Regions from separate parts of the Mus musculus genome. Here regions 2 and 3 are each linked to region 1. A link is a contact called in public HiCAR-type and HiChIP or PLAC-seq data. All regions are on one chromosome and are shown on one strand. The core of a region is the stretch at or near the end of the contact, and the rest is flanking DNA. Distances in the headings are between cores, read along the strand shown. Region 1 holds the start of 1700069L16Rik (RIKEN cDNA 1700069L16 gene). Region 2 has its middle 15 kb from the start of Gm30812. Region 3 has its middle 44 kb from the start of Gm30812.

Region 1 (2,925 bases), core at 257-2,756:
CACTACGGGCAGATCTGAGAAGGTCTCCACAGACCGCTTCATGAGGATTTCTCTGCTTCCCTTGTTAACTGGTCCCTCTGCCACTGTGGGAGTCACCTCCGGTAGAAGCAGCTTCCTTCCCCGTGATGGGGATCCGTCCATGGTGACGTGTGTCCTCAGGCTGGCCTTGAGTCACTTACGGAGAGTGAACAATTCTCGGTGTGTTTTTTTTGTAAGGCGAGAGGATTTATGTATTGCTAAGTTTGATGTATTGTTATAAATTATGCTTTGGTTTCAGGCCTGTTTAAAAAAAAAAGTTCAGTGTTTCTTTGAGTTCTGGGAAACATGCTGTAAATAATTTGGTGCTTCTTGGCCAGCAGTTCCTCTCGTAATATAAAGTCGTGTCGGCATCTATATCTTCTTATATCTTAAAAATACCTATTTCCTCTCCTTTCTCACAGCAGGGGTGGGGAGGGGAGAAGAAGCGAATGGCATTTTCTGGGTTCTCCCGGGTCTTGGAGGAATCTGTCTGTGTCCTCCAGGCCTGTCTTTCTGCTCCCGGCTGCCTACCTGACTGAGGTGACCTGCGACCTCAGCATTCAACCCGGTGCACTCCCACGCCCTCTTCCCCTTCAGTGTCCATTCTGAGGACACTTGTTTGTGGCACACTGCTGTGACGAGCCATGAAAGGGAAGTGAGCAACCCTGCGTCAAAGGTGGTGGGCAGCTCTCCCGAGGCTCCCCGTCAGCTTGTCCTCTGGCAAAGTGCTTCTGTCTACGGAGCTGCCTCACCTACCACCTAAGTCCTTACCTTAAAAAAAAAAAAAAAAAAGCAACAAGCTCTAAAGAATTAAAACATATGTTTGAGATCATAACGTAGTTATACCATTTCCCCTTCCATTTGCTCCCATGTCCCCACCTCTTCCTTTTGAGTTCATGGTCTTTTTTTAAAAAACATTTATTTATTTACTTTATGTATGTGAGTACACTGTAGCTGTACAGATGGTTGTGAACCTTCATGTGGTTGTTGGGAATTGAATTTTAGGACCTCTGCTTGTTCCAGTCAACTCTGCTTGCTCAGGCCCAAAGATTTATTTATTATTATACATAAGTACATTCACTGTAGCTGTCTTCAGACACACCAGAAGAGGTCATCAGATCTCATTAGGGGTGGTTGTGAGCCACCATGTGGTTGCTGGGATTTGAACTCAGGACCTTCGGAAGAACAGTCGGTGCTCTTAACCGTTGAGCCATCTCACCAGTCCCCGTTCATGGTCTTTTTAATTATTATATACTCCTAAATACACAAACACAGCCTGCTCTGTCTGTACAATGTTACCCGTACACAACACAGTCAACTTAAAAAGCCCTTAAAAGAGTCTCAATGACTGTTAATGAGTGGCACCTGTTCGACACATCGATGACGACATCTTGAGATAGGGTTTTCTGGAGAGCCACTGAGAAAACTGTGCAGTGCTCTGGCGCCCGATTTAGAATGTTTGTCCTCAGGCCTAACTGTCGATTGCCGAGGCTGCCTCCTGGTTAGGCTGGGAGTTGTTTGGGTGAGCAGTGGCTGGGCCCTGCTCTTCGGCTAGCTCCCAGGTGGGCGCCTCCGCGGATGACTTTTATCGACCAGCAGGTGGCGCTGTTGACAGGCAAATTGGCTCCTGTGAGTACCGAGTTGGAACCCTCCCTGGTTGGATTTGTCGCTAACTGGCTGGTGAGCTGTTGACCTGTCCAGAAGTAGGCAATTGTGTGCCTTAAAGGATATATCTTGTCCATAATCCACGGATAAGTCGATTCTGCTCCTGATTCCCCCACCCCCACCCCCCCGGTTCCCTACTAGTAAGAGCTCTGTCAGGTCCATCCCTGCAGTAACTTTCTTTCTGCATCCAAAGGCCGGGCAGGTCATACAGCTGGTTCTGGGTTAGGACTCAGACCCTTGCTGAAGGATACTGTAGAACACGTTCCCTCTCTCACAGGCTACAGCCGCTGCCCATGGAGGTGGTGACTGAATCGTGCCAGTGGGGAGTCGGAGCAGATGCAGTCCGAGTTGAATGTATGCAGTATGAGCCTTGGTGGTCCATCAGTGAGGGACTTGGGGGACCGTTTGTTAGAGCACCCTAACCTGACCTGCCTGTTCAAGACAGGGTGTGTGAGAGCAGGTGTTGATGAAAGAAAAGAATCCGGGATATCTCAGACAAGGCTGGTTCATCACTGTGAGAGAGGATGGGATCGGGCTAGGGTGGGGGAGGGGCAAACGTCGGATTCAGCTGTGTGGGGGAGTGCAAGGTCAAGGTGATCCCTCTAAAGGCGACTGGAGAACAACCCCAGGCTAAGGGTTGCTGGAGGTTGCCCTTTAAAGACTATCACAGTTTGATGTTGGAGAATGAATTCTATCTATTCAACTCTCACACAACGGGTCTCTTTCCAGGGTACAAGGGAAGCCAAGGCTTTCTGCTGGCAATGCTGGCTATAACAGACCTGGCCACATGGCGCTCAGCTGGCCCCACAGCAGGTGGAACTTCCCTTCTCCTGCTCCAGGGCCCAGCATCTCAGCAGGAGACAGATTGCATCAGCTGTCCCCAGACTGGCAAGAGGTAAAACTGGATCCTTCCTCCTAGATTTGCAGAGTGGTCCAGGCTCAGTAGAAAGGGTTCTTTGGAAGCCTGTTAGATGGGTCAGCCAGGGGAAGTCTCTCTCCTTGGGGGAACCTCAGGAAGGGGGCAGCCATGCAGGCTAACACACGGTTCTCAGAGCCTTGCAGGTAGAACCCAGAACAGGAGCGCCAAGGACGGGCGATAGAGGCAAACTTAGCTTTCTTTGCAGAACATAGGAGCCTGGCAAAAGCGTCAATTTCTCTCTCACAGCGTCATTTCTCTCTCTCTCTCTTTCTGTTTTTTTGAGACAGGGTTTCTCTGTGTAGCCCTGGCTGTCCTGGAACTCA
Region 2 (2,700 bases), core at 164-2,663, 280 kb after region 1:
AATGAGATATCCTCTTCCCAGGGGTGTCGAGTTGACAGTGGATGCTAGCCTTGGTCGCTGTTAATTCCTGGTTCTAAAGACACGCCATCCAACACATATGCACATGCACACACACACACACACACACACAGAAAGAGGGAGAGAGAGAGATGCCAACCATGGAGGTCTCCACCCTGTCCATCACAGTTATTCTATCTGACCTGTCCAGGGAAGAAACTGAGACTTCAGGAGGAGGAGAGAGTACTCGCAGCACAACACAGGATCTCGGCTTCTTACACTACAAAACAAAACATATGAGAGGGTAGTGTGCAGACCCACGGCTGAGTGCTCACCTAGTGACAGCCCCTGGCTGCAGTCTCCACCATGAGACAAAAAATAATCAACGCCATCATGGGACAAGGCTGGGAAGCTCAGTAGGTATAGCACCACCACATGAAGAGGCTGGAGAGCTCAGTGGATACAGCACCAGGTAGGAGGCTGGGGGGTGGGGTGGCTCAGTGTGTAAAGTGCTTGTTGCACAAGCATGGTGACCTGAATTCTGTGCTCCCCACCCCAAACCCATGTTTAACCAAGCATGGTGGCCCAGAGAGGCCATTGCATGACGCCATGAAGGTGAATCCTGGATTGCCTTCCCCAAGGCCATCTAGATGTTGGAGATGCCAGAGCCATGGAATACCTGCCAAGAAGACCTGCAGATCAGGTTTGGAAGCAGCCCAAGAGGGAGAAATGTGTTGTAGTCAACAAAGCTGGAAAGGGTTGGGAGATCTGTAGAGCGAGATTTTCGACATTAGACATGGAGATGCAGGACTTGGAGTCTGCTCTGCTGTGTTCTGGTCTCGCTTTGACCCAGTATTCCCCCACCATGTCTGCTTTTCTACCTTTTGAAATGATAATGTATATTCTGCACCATTGTATGCTGGGAGTATATAATTTGCATTTCGATTTTACAGGGAATTACTATTAAGAGATTGCCTCGAGTCTCAGAAGAGATTTTGGACTTTAGAATTTTAAACAGTATTGAGACTGTGAAAGACTATGGGGACTTTTGAAGCTGGACTGAATGAATTTTGCATTATGATATGGCTGCAAGCCCGTGGGGCCAAAAGTGTAGTGGTTTGAATAAGATTGGCTCCCATAGGATCAAGTGTTTGACTGCTTGGTCCTCAGTTGGTGGACCTGCTTGGGAAGGATCAGGAGGTGTGGCCTTGTTGGGGAGGTGTGGCCTTGTTGGGGAGGTGTGGCCTTGTTGTGGGAGGTGTGGCCTTGCTGGAGGAGGTGTGGCTTTGTTGGAGAAGGTTTGGCCTTGATGGAGGTGTGGCCTTGTTGGAAGTTTGGCCTTGTTGGGAGAAGTGTGGCTTTGTTGATGGAGGTGTGGCCTTGTCTCTGTGGGTGGGCTCTGAGGTTTCAAAAGCCTGAGACATTCCCAGCTAGCTCTCTTCCTGCTGCCTGTGGATTGGATGCGAGCTCTCAGTTACTGCTCTAGCACCATGCCTGCTTGCTGCCACGATGTTCACAGACTCATCCTCTGAAACACAATGATGGTCATGGACTCGACCTCTGACACTGTAAGCGCCAGTAAAGTTTCTTTTAGAAGCTGCCTTGGTCATTGTCTTAGCATAGCATTAGAACAGTCCCCGAGACACAGGCGGATCCTGGGAACCACTGGAAGCCAGTCTGGTCCAATCAGTGAGCTCCAGGCTCAGTGAGTGAAACCTTGTCTCCCAAAGTAAGGTGGAAAGTAACAAAGAAAACACCTGGCATTGACCTCTGACTTATACACCCATGTGCACATACATGCACATACACATGAACACACATATACGTGTCCTGAAGGGATGACCAGTGTCATTCAGTAGAAATAGAAAGAAAATCACAAGAGATTATTTTAGATATTCTTACAGCTATGTTTTTTTTAAAATAGATACAGTTGTAGTTGGCTCAATAATTCATTTTTTAACACAGTAGATCTTAGGTATTATTTAATAATAAAATCAAGATTAAAAAATTATGGACTCTTCCTCCAGTCATGCCACATCTAGGAGATCTGGTAGGAAGTTTCACACTTAGAACACATCTTAATTTAATCTGCTGTGCCCTGAGTGGCCAGTGGTCCCCACAGCTGCCGCTATGGGCAGGGCATAGGGACACAATCTCATTGTAATTAAACTCAGACTCCAGCAACCCCATTCTGCAAAGGATGAAGTGGTCCCCACAGAGCAAGTGACCCAGGGTCACTCAGCTAGAAAGAACCCATCTGGTTGAGGCTGTCTGACCCTATTTGCTGTAACTTCATTGGGATCCAGGACCTTCGGCCCTGTCTTACGGTGTCTTCCCCACTCCCCAAGCCATTGATTAATCTCCTGATTTATGGCAGGCCTGCCAGGCACCTCTGCAGACATAATGAATTTGTTTCTGTGGTGGAGGTTTGCAGACACCTCCCTCCCTGCCCCAGTTCTGGCTCAGACAATGCAATCGATTGCTTGATAACTCTGCTGGTCCATGATTCCAAGAGACCTACAGCCGTGGTTAGATTCGCTTAATCAGGCTCGCTCAAAGCCGCCCGCCTGATGATTTTATTGGGTCTCACTTTTCAGCACTGGTTCCCTGGAGTCTTGTTCCAGCCAGAGTGGAGGCTGCATCTGCTGATGTAGGTATGGAAGCCTGCCAGGTCCTCCCCTACAGGGGATCTAAGACTAAAGT
Region 3 (2,825 bases), core at 47-2,546, 300 kb after region 1:
GCCAAGGCCTGGGGTCAGCTCCCTTCTCCAGTCTGCTCTGGGGTCAATCCACTCCCTCTGCGGCTCCAGCCAGTAATGAATGGTAGATTCTCTCCAACTCCTGGGGTGTCAATCTAGAACCATGGGCTGATTCCAATAAAGATTTATCCACACCTTCTATTTCTGCCTTCTGTAATTGTACAACCAGGCTGACCTGAGCCCAGCTTCTCTCACTGGTACGAGTGTGATGTGGGGAGAATCTCTCCATTTAAACAAGCCGGGGTTCTACAGTCTGCTGCACACTCTGCTTTTCCCAATCACCCGGGTCTAGCAAGATTCGGTTCTGGCTAGATGCTGCCAGGGACTTACTTGTCTCTCTGTCTCCTCCTTTAGGCCCTCACAGCCATCAGGACCCATCTGCTCCTTGAAGCCTTCTGTCTAGTCACTTAACTCTTTGTGGTGAAAAGTTAGCTGACAGAAAGCATACCATCACGGTGTGAGGATACAGTCCATCGAGGTGGGAAGGCATGGAGGCAGGAGACAGAGACGGCTGGTTACACTGCATCTACAGTCAGAAAGCAGGGAGAGACCCTGGGGCTCGGCTCCATTCTTCTTAATCTAGTTCAGGACCCCAGCCTTTGGGATGGTGCGGCTCCATCTCAATGTCCCCATCTAACTAATCTAGTTTATACGGTCTCTCAAGAACTGCCCAGAGGTTTATTTTCACAGTGATCCCCCTCATGTTGATGGTCAAGACAGCGGGGCCTTAACAGCAAAATCATCCTTCCCCTGGACTCAAGGAGAGAGAGAGAGAGAGAGAGAGAGAGAGAGAGAGAGTTTTCAAGGAAGGCTCTAGTTGCCATCTTGGCTCAGGAACCCAGCATTGGTCCAGACCTGTGGTCAGGAGACAGCGTGCTTAGCTGTGATTAGCTACATGTGGCCAGATGTGGCCACATGTGCCCAGCTGTGGCTGGCATGGGATGTGTTGAATGTAGGAAAGAGGGCACGTAGGGTTCAGGGATACAGCCAGGAAGTGTCTACCAGAGCAAGCCATCCAGCCCAGCATCCAGCCCTTCCCCAGGCAGAGAAGAAGCATCCAATGATACTTTCCAGCAGCTGCTTGAAGCAAACCCCACCCTCTCTGGAGCCAGCTGAGTCCATCTGTCTTGTTCACGTCCCTCCATCCAAGAACATCAATACCTTGATAAATTGATTCTGAATAGAGACAAAATGGTGGAGCGTCTCCCTGCTGAGGAGGCTGGTGCCGGAGGGGTGTGATTGATTTCCACCCTAGCTACAGGCTAGCACCAGGAGACTGTGTGTGGTCTGACTCCTCAGGGGGGGGAGCAGATGTCTGGAGCATGGCTCTGGGAAAGCCGAAAGCCACAGAGGGGCAGCTGACCTTGAGTTGTTCGAGAAGTGTTTCCAAGTTCAGAAAAGCCGGAGTGAGGGACGCAGCATTCAGAGACAGTCCCCCATCCCCACATAGCAATGAGCCTGCTTCCCCATTCCTGCACCAAGTTTCCTATACCACCACTGACCAGAGATTTTCTGAAAGATATTTTTGACCAAAATAGCAAGAGTTTTAAGGATATTTGTGGATATTTGAGACAGGGACCTAATCCCTGTCTCTTAGATAAGGGTACGTACACTAGCCCCTCCCCCTCACAGTAGTGAGTCTCTTTCCATTGAGCTGTTTGTACTTGCTCCACAGTGAGCATGTGAGTATATGCGGGGCATGTGTGTGGTATATATATGCATGTGTGTGAGTATGTGTGCACAAGCGTGTGCAGGGGTCAGAAGATCATGGGTATACTGATTCATCCCTTGGGACCTTGTCTCTCATTGAACCTGGAGCTGGATTGGTGACCAGGAGGCCCCAGGAATCCCCCTGGGTATGACCATCTTCCTCCCAGCACCAGAGTTACATCATGCCTGGATTTTTATGTGGGACCTGGGGATTTGAACTCAGGTCTTCTTGCTTATGCAGCGAGCACTCTTTCTTATCTGTCAGGAATCTGCTCAGCTACCCTAGGGGTCTTTGAGCTTGGGCTTGCTTAATGGCTCCTCCCATTATTGTTTTACATCTCCAGGGCAGAAAGAGACCCCTCTCTCCCCTTCCATTCCCTGCCACCCCATCTCTCAAAGGGGGCTGTTCTCAGCCTGCCACATGGTTGATTCTTTTCCAGACTCTGCTCTCTGAAACCCAGGCAGGACAGGTCACACCCAGGTCCACAGCGAGGACCAGCCTTTCCCACTCTCTGGAGTCAGCCTTTCGTGTCTACCATCTCTGCAGCCACAGAGTCTGCCGATGGAAGATGGGAACTATTCCAGAAAAAAAAAAAAAAGAAGAAGGTGTCTGCGTTGAACCCATACAGCATCTTAGACATCACTCTCCACACTGTACACACAAGAGAAATCCATCCCGTATTTCTGTTGTCTCTGTTGTCGTGGAGAGAAGCCAGCAGGAGATAGCTTGAGGCTGTAGTAGGAGGTAGGGCTACCCTTTGCAACCCCACAGCTATGTGTGAGGGACTCTCCTCTCAGCAAGGAATCCTGGAACCTGTCCTCCTGGATACCAGGGAAACCTTTCCTTTCAAAGTCCTGGGGCCTTCCCAATTTGATCTGTGTGACTCTCTAGACTGATAGATAGAAAGAAGACTACAAAGGGATGACACACAAGACCCTTTACCCAACTGGAGGCAGAGTTCTGTTGGCTGGCAACAGAGCCTGGCCCGGCTGGCAGGCCCCCTGTGGGTCAACTAGAACTCCCTACCAAGATTTATGAAATCAATTTCTCTCAGATGCACTAAAGAGTTTACAGAGAGCCAATATCATTAGGTTAA

What was found. HiCAR-type assays count read pairs that join an accessible place to other places. HiChIP or PLAC-seq counts read pairs in DNA pulled down with a chosen protein or histone mark.
Region 2: an H3K27ac HiChIP or PLAC-seq map of differentiating embryonic stem cells shows a contact between it and region 1, with 9 times the contacts expected there. The contact joins the enhancer-like site here to the promoter of 1700069L16Rik in region 1. A contact is called at or near these places in 2 of 39 promoter capture datasets (embryonic stem cells and neural stem cells), 2 of 15 datasets of contacts at CTCF or cohesin (both in the NIH/3T3 cell line), 3 of 484 Hi-C or Micro-C datasets (bone marrow-derived macrophages, cortical neurons and embryonic fibroblasts), 15 of 115 datasets of contacts at active chromatin or transcription factors (VIP interneurons, bone marrow-derived macrophages, differentiating embryonic stem cells and 9 more) and 3 of 9 other capture datasets (adipose tissue, liver and macrophages).
Region 3: a HiCAR-type map of embryonic stem cells shows a contact between it and region 1, with 8 times the contacts expected there. The contact joins the enhancer-like site here to the promoter of 1700069L16Rik in region 1. A contact is called at or near these places in 1 of 39 promoter capture datasets (the SN4741 cell line), 1 of 15 datasets of contacts at CTCF or cohesin (the NIH/3T3 cell line), 4 of 484 Hi-C or Micro-C datasets (the N1E-115 cell line, bone marrow-derived macrophages, cortical neurons and 1 more), 11 of 115 datasets of contacts at active chromatin or transcription factors (embryonic basal ganglia, embryonic forebrain, embryonic stem cells and 3 more) and 2 of 9 other capture datasets (adipose tissue and pancreatic islet).

The regions. Positions count from the first base shown.
Region 1 is chr5:113,723,353-113,726,277 of GRCm38.p6, reverse strand. It overlaps 1700069L16Rik (RIKEN cDNA 1700069L16 gene), which reads left to right and starts at 1,506. Exons shown (of 3, transcript NR_033216.1): 1 at 1,506-1,647; 2 at 2,413-2,578.
Region 2 is chr5:113,448,189-113,450,888 of GRCm38.p6, reverse strand. No RefSeq gene overlaps it. Among named protein-coding and RNA genes, the nearest start is that of Gm30812, 15 kb to the left of the region's middle. Within about 2 kb of position 1,413, at least 10 of the 459 cell types and tissues checked have an H3K27ac peak or open chromatin away from gene starts, as enhancers often do. A contact at or near this core is called in differentiating embryonic stem cells, where this site is marked.
Region 3 is chr5:113,419,167-113,421,991 of GRCm38.p6, reverse strand. No RefSeq gene overlaps it. Among named protein-coding and RNA genes, the nearest start is that of Gm30812, 44 kb to the left of the region's middle. Within about 2 kb of position 1,296, at least 9 of the 459 cell types and tissues checked have an H3K27ac peak or open chromatin away from gene starts, as enhancers often do. A contact at or near this core is called in the N1E-115 cell line and embryonic stem cells, where this site is marked.